Regions from separate parts of the Drosophila melanogaster genome. Here region 2 is linked to region 1. Evidence: chromatin contacts called from public Hi-C data. All regions are on one chromosome and are shown on one strand. The core of a region is the stretch at or near the end of the contact, and the rest is flanking DNA. Distances in the headings are between cores, read along the strand shown. Region 1 holds the start of CG10147. Region 2 holds the start of MCU (Mitochondrial calcium uniporter).

Evidence for each region. Hi-C and Micro-C count contacts between places; a contact is called where the count stands out from the background.
Region 2: a contact with region 1 is called in a Hi-C map of the Kc167 cell line, with 4 times the contacts expected there. A contact is called at or near these places in 8 of 107 Hi-C or Micro-C datasets (the Kc167 cell line, the S2 cell line, embryonic neurons and 3 more) and 2 of 7 datasets of targeted methods (both in the Kc167 cell line).

The regions. Positions count from the first base shown.
Region 1 is chr3L:6,484,976-6,490,443 of dm6, forward strand. It overlaps CG10147, which reads right to left and starts at 3,449. Exons shown (of 2, transcript NM_001274548.1): 1 at 2,881-3,449; 2 at 1,192-2,820. The coding sequence starts at 3,366. The coding sequence ends at 1,960. Bulli (bulli) reads left to right here and starts at 3,706. Exons shown (of 7, transcript NM_139790.3): 1 at 3,706-3,893; 2 at 3,955-4,438; 3 at 4,495-4,887; 4 at 4,943-5,201; 5 at 5,264-5,468. The coding sequence starts at 3,786. CG42747 reads left to right here. Exons shown (of 7, transcript NM_139788.3): 7 at 1-989. The coding sequence ends at 81.
Region 2 is chr3L:6,548,280-6,553,747 of dm6, forward strand. It overlaps MCU (Mitochondrial calcium uniporter), which reads left to right and starts at 2,460. Exons shown (of 8, transcript NM_144449.4): 1 at 2,460-2,557; 2 at 3,485-3,670. The coding sequence starts at 3,554. It overlaps sfl (sulfateless), which reads left to right. Exons shown (of 7, transcript NM_079222.5): 7 at 408-1,825. The coding sequence ends at 510.

The DNA of each region.
Region 1 (5,468 bases), core at 2,199-4,698:
GCGATGACGCAACGACGAGGTCCTCGACTGGCGGCCATCAACGAGACGAGCACCAGCACAGTGCCCTCGGACTATGTCTAAATGGAGTAAGCGTTTAAATACAAACATAATGTGAAATGTTCAGCGAGCTTAACATGTTAATAGGATATAGAAGTACGTTATATACACCCCACAGATCTAAGGTTAAATTTACATAATATTTAACACTGGCATACCATAGTGTTTAGTGTTTAGCATGGACTTGTGTCTTTGGTTAATGTCTGAAATTATAATCTGTACCCGTTGCCGATATTGGGATATATTTATACACACTTACAAGGCAAGAATGTATTATATGTCTAGTTTTTATGTAGTCTCTAAGCAACGATTTAATCGTGGGTGATATTTAGCCTAAAAATATGCTATATTCTTATGTTCTACGTACTTTAAACATTTTCTAAAAATGTAAAAACGACAACAAACGCATTTTTTCATAGGCTTAGAACGAGTGAAGTGAACGCGATGGACAAGAAATCGTATTTCCCCCCAGGATCAGTACACGCAAATATAGAAACGATATATACATACGAATACAACATATTTATACACTCAATATTTACAGCAGCCGAAAAAAGAAAACGCATTTAGCTCACCAACATATATAACTATACAAATATATATCTATAACAATAACTGAAGAATCATATTTACAACGATTTTAATGCAACAGATTTCACCATATTTACCGGGGGAAATGATCGTGGCACGTCATATCATTTACCACACCATTATACATATGTATGCAAAGCTATCTATATACTATACCATATACAATAAACAGACTCACGACCTTTAGCAGATGTACTTTAGTTTTTAGTGGTCCGCGGCAGGAAGCGAATCCTCTGCCGATTTATTTAGTAACACACACACACACACACACAATTCCTGTACATTATTGTTTTAGTTGAAAATATAATTAAACAATTATTGATATTTACATTCTGAATCCCAAAAGGAAATGGTTCTTTATTGGAGTATTTATTTGTCGATACAGTAAGTACAATAGTACTCTTAAAGTATATAATTTCATTTTTAACCGAGTAAAAGGTTTTAGTTCATAAAAAATAGGTAATAAGAAAACAATTTTATAAATTCAACAAACTTAAAGTTTAAGAAACAAACAGAACGAAACAAAAAACTATAACTACACTTCATAAAAGAATATGCACTTTACCCTTTACTTCCTGATTTGGATAACTTGGCATATTCTCAAACGTGAATAACTTAAACCAAAGTTTATTGCAAAACTCCCCGTATCCTTATACTTCCTGATTTATTGTCAGTATTCGAAGTTATTGTCGTTTACTTAAAGTGTAAGTTGCAAATGTGACTATAATACTAAACGTCTTTTACCCTAATCTTCCTGATATTTTCGTTGTTAAGGGTAAATTGACATACATAAATGGTAAGAAACTAAAAGTGCAGTTTCTTTAAAATAATTCACTTTACCCTACACTTCCTGATTAGTGTTATTAAGGGTTATTGTCTCCATTCATAATCTCTTCTTGTTTTGTTAACATTATTTGGGGTTATCGTCATATACTTGTACCTTCCACCTTCTGATTTATTGTCATTAACTTATACCCTACACCATAAGATTTATTGTCGTTATTGCGGGTTGTTGTCATATTAATTAGTTTCTTGATAAGATAGAAAAACTACAGCTTATTAATTAATGCCATTTACCCTAAACTTCCTGATTTGTTAACGTTATTAAGGGTAAAATGGCATGTATTTGTGCCATTAGAAACTAAGACTAGTTTATTAAAAATTGCCTCTTCCCTGCTCTTCTAATTCGTTATCGTAATAAATCCCTCAATAAAGGAGGTATGTAAATATTAATTAAGTTGTGAGTCAAGTAAAATACGATATGAATGTTGTACTTTCCACTGAACCTAAAATAGAAATATGTTAACTTCTTTAACCCATGCTAGTCAGTTGCAGCAGAGCACAAGCGGTCTGCTGATTATCCCCCGATTCGTGGACCTTGCGATGGGTGCGCAAGGCAGAGGGTTGTATAAATTTCTTGCCGCAAACGTGACACTCAAAGTTCTTTTCGCCAGTGTGGGTCATTTCGTGATATTTTCGCGTGTCGGTGGTGGCAAATTTCTTTTCGCAATAGCTGCAGGCATAATCTCGTGCCTTCTCGTGGATTGCGCGGATATGTTTCTTAAGACTCGTTGAGCTGTTGCAAACTTTGGGGCAATCCTTGCAGGACCAGGTCCTTTCCAGAGTATGATAGTTGATATGCAGTCGCAGTTCGTTTTTGGTCGTCTTCTTGAGACCACAGTAGGGGCAACTAAAGTTCTTTATGCCCTGGTGACGCATCATGTGGATCTTGAGTTTCTCCGTGCTATAGAATCGCATAGAACATTCCGGCAGTTCGCAGGCATATGGCAATACCAGCTGGTCACCGTGTGTGAACCGATGCTGGCTTAGGGCAGAGCCAGTCTTGAACACCCGACCACAGAACTCGCACATATGGGTCTTCAAAGGCTTGCCAATGTCGTGAGCCTTGCTTTGGTGGTATTTCAGCGAGGCCTTGTGCCGGTACATCCTGTTGCAGCCCTCCTCCTCGCAGACAAACCGCATGCCCACTTCCGAGTGCTCTAGCTCGTGCTGCCTGAGGTTCTCGAATCGGTTGAAAGCTTCCTCGCATCCGGGCTCAGTGCAATGATACAGCATGTGTCCCTGGTGTTCCTTCTTGTGCAGAATCAAGCGTTTCTCCTCTCGAAACTCGTCGGCGCACAAGTCGCACTTGTATGTGGTCAATGGCGGCTCCTGAAATCATTGAATACAACTTAACTTACACTCCTGTTTAAACCTTAAACCCAAACTCACTTCCAAAGCTTTCTTTTCCGTTTCCGGGGGTTGCTGGACATTTTCGGTGAAGGTATGGAATACCAAGGTTGGCGGTGCCTGTTCAGCGACTATTGGGGTATTTTGTGCACTCAAATTGGTATCACATATAATCATCTCCGGCGGCTCCAATAGAAGTTCTTCCAGCTCCAGCTCCTCTTCCTCATCTTCATCGACCTCGTAAACAGGTTTCCTGCGATCTATTTTCTTCCAAGTTACCAGACTTTTAGAACGCCACTTATTGTCGGCTATAATGCAAAGTGCTCGGAAGGAGTGGAACTTCTCCAGAAGCTCGTAGCACTCCGAGCAAATTTCGCTGGGCAAAATATCCTGGTCATCAGGATCCACCACCAAATTTGTGCACTCCGAAAATTTGACGGCGAGATATGGATGGTGCAGCAAATTGTAGGCCTCGTCGTCTCTAGCCACATCGCTGGAGCATACGCGGCATTTGTCCAGGTGTCCCATTAAGTGGTTGAATCAAAGTTATTGAGACCTTTTTTTAAATTCACAAGAAAAAATATTTTTCTGTGTCCTGTCTGCCGTTTTTTCTTATCGCTGTTGTTTGTATACTAAACAGCTGATAGGGCTGGCAAAAATACCGCTGATAGCAATAGTGATGGCAAATAATAGCGTGAGTTGGAAGGGGTTAAATAAATATAGTATAAATGTTTAAAAATATCTACTGTAAGCATACCACAAATAATGTTAAATACATTTATATTTTTAATCCTTGCACGTACAATAAATGAAATTAATCGTGACTTAAAACAGCTTGTTACTCGTGGCACATCTCTAGCACCCTGTGCTAAAGTCACATCTCTAATGGGGGGTGTATAAAAAGTTGTGCTGTTGCAGTTTGTTATTTATTTTTTTCCAGCACAACAATGGATAATTCCAATGGAATCCACTACATTGAGCTAACCCCAAATCCCATACGATTTGATGCTGTCAGCCAACTAACCAATGTGTTTTTCGATGACTCCAACAAGCAGGTATAGTTAAAACATGTTAAAAATCCATGTTGATGATGGCTAAAAATCTATATCTGTAAAGATATTTGCTGTTCGGTCTGGAGGAGCTACTGGTGTGGTGGTCAAAGGTCCTGGATCTCCCGACGATGTCGTCATCTCCTTTTGCATGAGCGACCGTGGCGGTGCCATAAGGTCCATTAAGTTCTCGCCGGACAACCAAATCTTGGCCGTTCAGCGAAAGGAGAATTCCGTGGAGTTCATATGTTTTCAGGGAGATCAGCCTCTGCTGCAGGACATCATTACCCACCAGGTGAAGACTCTGATCCATGGCTTTGTTTGGGTCCACAATCGAGAGGTGGCCCTGATTTCGAATACCGGCGTGGAGGTCTACACCGTAGTTCCTGAGAAGCGACAGGTGCGCTCTGTGAAATCCCTGAGCATTGGCATCAAGTGGTTCGCCTGGTGCTGCGATGCCAATGTGGCTCTACTGTGCACCAGCGAAGGAAACTCCCTGATTCCGGTGCTGGTCAAGCAGAAAGTAATCACCAAGCTGCCCAAAGTGGACTGTAAGTAATCCTTTTGGGTTAAAATCCTTTAAAAGCGTTTTAATCTTTCCTTTCAGTGGGCAATCCAAGTCGCGATGTCCAGGAGAGCAAGGTCACCTTAGGCCAAGTTTACGGCGTGCTGGCTGTGCTTATCCTCCAGTCAAATAGCACCACCGGACTGATGGAAGTCGAGGTGCACTTGCTCAATGGACCGGGCTTGGCTCCACGCAAGTGCCATGTGCTCCGCTTAAGTCTGCTTGGTCGCTTCGCCATCAACACGGTGGATAATCTGATTGTGGTGCACCATCAAGCTTCGGGCACTTCGCTGCTATTCGACATCTCCCTGCCCGGAGAGGTGATCAATGAAATAACCTATCATACACCCATAACTCCAGGGCGCTCCATCAAACCGTTTGGCCTGAAACTGCCCTCACTTTCGCCTGATGGACAAATCTTGCAGTGCGAGTTGTGTAAGTTCTTTAAATATCCAAAAAGTTACTTTATTTGACACTTATACCCATGCAGATTCCACGCACTGGGTACTGTTCCAGCCAAATATTGTAATCGATGCCAAGTTGGGTTGCATGTGGTTTTTGAACCTCTGCATTGAACCATTGTGCCAACTGATTTCGGATCGCATTCGACTTACAGAATTCCTGCTGCAACGCAGCAATGGCAAGCAGATGCTATTAAAAGTCATTGGACAATTGGTAGATGATCAGTATAAGGGAACTCTATTGCCAGTCCTAGAGACCATCTTCAGTCGGATTAACAAGATCTATGCGTAAGTTAAAGACGTTATTTTCATCAATATATATTTATTACATTATGCATGGTATACTTTAGGTCTTGGGTCCAGTTGGAGCTGCAAAATCAAACCGCTCAACCGTCGAACGTAAAAACTACTACCCTGAAACAGAGCACACCGCCCATTGTGCTCATTGAGCAACTGGATATGGTGCAAATCTTTCAGCGCATAGCTCGTCGCCCGTACACGGAATCCATATTGATGCTCTACCTGCAATCCCTGAACAAGTTCAACATTGCCGCC
Region 2 (5,468 bases), core at 1,210-3,709, 62 kb after region 1:
TGGAAATGTTGCTTTTCATTGTGGAGAAAAAAAAAACATAAAATGATCTAATATTCTTTTGGTTGCCAGATGTTTTGTTTTTTTTTAAGGCCTGAGCTTAGTTCCTCAGATTGGTGGTATTACAAACTGGTCCGAATTCCCGCAGACAAATCTGCTCTCAGCTCTGAGCAATCCAAGTCGTTCACAAAAAACATCAAGAGCTGTGGGGATAGACTGAAGTAAAATATTCAAAAACTTAGCCAGCAAAGAGGTGGTGCAAAAGATAAGCCCGTGTCGATCTGCATATTTGTTCTGTCTTTGAGGCGGGAAACCAGCGATTTGAAATTCTAATTTCGCGCCACCACTTTGGTTGCGTTCTACGTGAAATTCTGATGGCATATTTCTATGTTTTCTTTTCTCGTTTGCAGATACTATCTCAATCACAATACGGCGCTGGTGAAGCTGCTCAAAAAGCTGGGCTCGCGGCCAATACCGCAATGGCTCAAAGACGACCTGTCCACGGGAACGTGATAGCAGCTGTTTGGTGGAGGAGGTGGAGGAGGTAGTGTCGGCTCCATAGGAGGCACTAAGTATCGCAAATTGCGGGCAAAACTCAGGAAACAGTTGCATTGGCTGCATGTGGCAGCCGAAAATGCGGAGAGCGCTCAGCGACGACGGCGTCACAACTGACAGGATGAAAATTTGACGGAATTGCGATGGAAAATCTATCACACTCGTTTCCAGTTTTCACTTTTGGCAAGCTTCTGCAAATAGAAATTTAAAATTCATTAAAAGTTAAGTTCTAAAGTTATTCTAATGCAATTCTAAGTTAAAAAGTCAAAGAAATTGTAAGTTGGTAGTTTTCTTATTTAAGGCAACTCTGTTTTCTATTTCCAATCAAAGATTTTTTGTTTTTCGTATTGAGGAATCAATTTTCTATTCTCAGTGTAGCTTTTGCAGACTCTTGTCAAAAGTAAAAAAAAAAAAACGAAAAGGGCCAGCTTATAAACAGCTTAAAAACAGCAGCTACCGTAGAAAAAAGATAAATTAAGATGAAAAAAATAACATAATTAGTCGCTTTTAACATGCATAAATCTTTTTTGTTCGTTGCTATTGCAGCTAATTAATGTCACTGCAGTTGTCAGCTAAAGTTGTACAGTGTATGAGTGCGTATCTGTGTGAATTTATCTGCGGACATTGTGTAAATAGGCATGAGTGTGTGTGTATGCTTGCGCATTATAAATTATCATAAATAATATCATGAGGCATCATGAATAAATGCATAAATGCGCTTTGTTAGTTGTTTAATGTTTATTAGTTGGCAATGGCGAATTAAGCGCCTAATTGAGTTTACGCATAATCCAGCACTTTCGTTATTACTATTACCTCAGACACCGATTCAGCTCTCCTCATCGTAAAGACTCGATCAAATAACTTTTGACAACTCCAAAATACATAACTATGTACTACTATACACACGGCAGCCACAGAAACTTCTGTGTACCTTAAGCATTTCAAATCCATGCCACGACTGTGACTTTGTTCCAGCAGTTAACGAATGCTACAGTAAAACCCAGATATATATATATATCGGACTAGTACGTTAAGCATAAGGCTGCCTCTATCCCCTAAGTGTATTATAGATGTTTTTAGCCTAAGTAGACTTAAAATGCGCTTGTCACAGGCCTCGATGTAAAAGTGTAAAACTCTAGTTGTATTTTTAACGCAGCACTAAGCAAAGCTCTATTGTATAGTTGGATATATGCGTAAATGTATGAGGACTAGTTCAAGTTTAGATTGGTAATGCGACAATAATAAAAGCGAAATTATTGCAAGTGTAAAATGGATGCGAATTATTCATTGGCGCGTTTATGCGGGAAATTTGAAAAGTAGGTTTACTTTTGTACTAAAAAAACTATTTCAATCACAAGCCGACTAAACAGTCGAGACACGAACCTAAACAATGTTCTAAAACCAAGTAAACACGACAAGCTAAGACATGCACCTTTAACGAGGGCACCATCCACATTTATCGAGTTCAGGAACCAAAAGGAAAGAGTATTCGCTAGATACGGATAAAAAATTGTGTATTTTTATCGAATAAACGTGTGTAGAAATCGAAATGGCAACTTCAGCATATGACCCCAAAATTCGTTATTTTCAAAAAGCTTTGCTTCTCATTGACTATTATAATTATATGTAAGAGTAGTAAAAATTCATCCGATGGACAAGCACAATTACATTTATTTTACTGTGCCGCTTTGCCATATTACAAAATATAAATAAATAGACAACAAATTTAAAAAACAATTTATTTCTGTACAAGCATATTTAATTTTTTAAATATTTTTTTTGGCGCCACGTTATTCAGTGAAAACAGTGACATAACAGCATGGTAATCGATTGGTGCTGGGTGCGCACCGATAGTATCGATTAGGCATAGCTTTTCGTTTGCAGCTTCGGTTAGTTCATTTCTGTAGTTCGTTCGTGTCGGTTGTGGGAGTTGATGTTTTCTTATTTTATTGACAACTTTGAATATTAACATTCAAATACGCGCAATTTCGGTGTATATTTCCGAGTAACTAAAATTTATTTATATAAGAAAACAACGGTATATATGGTTGGCGCGTCGGTTTCAAATCGAAACCGCAAGCTATAAATTTAAATATCAGCTAGATAAGCCATAGAACGATAAAAGTAGCACGTGCTAACAGGTATTCGGCCACAAACGACAGTTGCAAAAAGAGTTAATTATTAATAATAATATCGCGTGTTCTCACAGCCGGCTTTAAATAAAAAGTCGTGGGCGAAGAGAGTGCAAAGAGAGCGAAAGAGAGAGTGCCGTGCAGCGAATGGTCCATTAAAACGGCGCGTTCCCAATAATTAAATTCCCAGAATATATATCTTTCCACATATGTATATATAATTTTATTCCGAGTGCTAATCGCTGGGTTTTAGCCCTATGTGCCGCGCATGAAAAGTTAAAGAAGATTCGCTTGGTAAAACCGGTAATTCTCTTCGCCCCTTCTCACAGAAAATTCTCCCGTTCTCCTTTTTCGCGCCCGTTCTTGGTTGTTTTTGTTGTTGGTTGCGGCTTGTTGCATTTTCCCTGTCACAACTTATACACTTTGTTAAAGTAGTCAAAATTAAACGTAATCATGTCAAAATGTTAGGTGAAAGTGAAATTCGCATTGGCCGCTTTTGTTTATTTATCGTGGGAGCTATCTATTCGAGCCTATCGGAAGATTCTAACGGTGCCTTTGAAATCCACGACGATGAAAGAGGCTTCGCTAAAGTTTCCGGTTCGAATAAATAATACCCGTTTCGCACATAGGCGTTTAAAATTAGATTTTGGCTGAAAGGTAGTGCCAAGCCTCTTAGTGTACTTGTATTTCTTATTTATTTTCTAATCCAAACAATAAGTTGGGCGCGGAATTGCAACACATTACTCATTATTTACCCCCCCATAACCGGTGTTATCGTGATTTACAATAAAAATAAAAAGGAGTATTCAGTGCTGTGGTGTAGTGTTCAATCCAGCCGTACAACCAGTTCCTGTTAAGCGAGCCGCATCATGTCCAGAAATAGGGCTGCCATGGTCAGCGCCTTTCGGCTCTTCCTGCGACCAGCGACCACCACCACCCATAGAAGTCTCGCCCTGCGTTTGGCCCCCGGCACCACCTTCGCCCTGGTGAGTGCTACATACAAAGTACCTACGCACATACACAGTTCAGGAAAACTATCTGGGGAAGTCGCGCTCCGGGGGAGCAGCTGTTTGCCACGGTATCGGATCTATAAAAATACACGCACTTGCTTTTCGAATGTGAATAAGCGCATGCTAACAACAAGGGGTAGTATTGTAGTATTAAGAAATGAGCCATTCAACGACGTATTGAGAAGTTATCTAGGTCAGTTTTTAAAGCTTTTATCACTTTACAAATATCAGCATATGACAAATTGGAAGTCTTATTTATAATATAGATTTATTTTAGAAACTTTGATTTTATAAAAAAAATACATATTTTAGATGAAGTTGGTATAGACGAATGGTATTCTAAAAATTTGAGAAATGCTATTCTCTTGGGCGCCACTGTCTGCACACAAATGTAGCTCTGCACAGTCAAACTTATATAGAAATGTCTTGTCCTCTGCTGTGCTGGGCATATTTTGTGTTTCGAATTTTTAAAATTTATGCAAAGAACCAGTCCGAAAATACAAAATAACCTTACATACATACCATACACCATATCCACATGTCATATGTACATATGGTTCTCACTCTGTTTCTCTTTCGTTCACTTTCCCCCTTTTCTTTTGCTAACTTCATTTGAAGTTTTGCTCTCTCTCCCCGGCATTTTTCTCTCTTCATTTTGACTTGTTGTTGTTTTTGCACCTGCGCGAAAAGGCCAAGGCAATAACAACAAAACAGCTGTCAGAAATGTTTATCATCACATGACATGTAGTTGGAGGCGGGTTGTCGAAGAGGGAGGGGCGCTGATAGATGAGCGATTGGGATAATTTTTTTTTCAGAGAGAGAAGTTTGGAACAATTAGCACCGGCTATGGCATCCCAATTCCTGCAAAACTGTAGGTCATTGATTTAATTATTGTGAGTGAGTCATTTTTTTAATGCTGCCACTGATTTTTGTTGTCTAACAATTATAAACGCTAATGCTTATCAGTTTACATTTCAAGCTAAAGTAGGTGAGTCAGCGAAAGCATCTGAAATATGAGTACAATCCGCGCACAGTGAAACTCGACAATGATGAATATTTGATAAGCCTCAAAAATGTCGAATTTAATCGTAAATCTAAATCAAAATTTTAAATATTATAGGTGTGAATTGAATGAAATTTAAGATCCTTAGATTTTAAAAAGTTCTTCACCAAATATATTTTCCTGATTGGAGCTTCACTGTACCAAAAAGGCTCATTCAACCGGCTTGTATTGTGTGCTAGTATAGTATTTCTTTTATGACAAACTCGATTTGCATACGAAATGATTAAATACGCCGTTATTTGCTCAACGCAAACGGGCGGCTTTGAGCTTTTTTGTTTGTGAAGAGAGCGGGACAAACAAAAGCGAGTGTTGATGACATTGGGCGAAAAGGGGGCGAGATACTTTGTACCTAGATTATTTTATTTTAGCAAGTTATTTGCTCGACTTTTTGTGCCCACAAGTGTCTATCTCAATTTGCATTCTGTTTTTCGAGCTTCTCCCAGCTGATTAAAGCAAATAGAAGCGATGACAAAAAACGACATCATTGATTGTCAAGCTCAAAAGTTTGCCAAACTTCTTGACCCGGATTTCCGGTTTTGGCATCTTAACCTGTCATAGTGTCTCCACATCACGCTCCACTTAGTTTACTTGAAATCTCTGGATGTACGTGAAAAAATAAATAAAATCCAGAGGATTTGTAGAATTTTTGGGGGAACTCTCTTGCAGTTTTTTCTATGTTTTCGTAGGGCACAAAAACTTTTATTGGCGCCA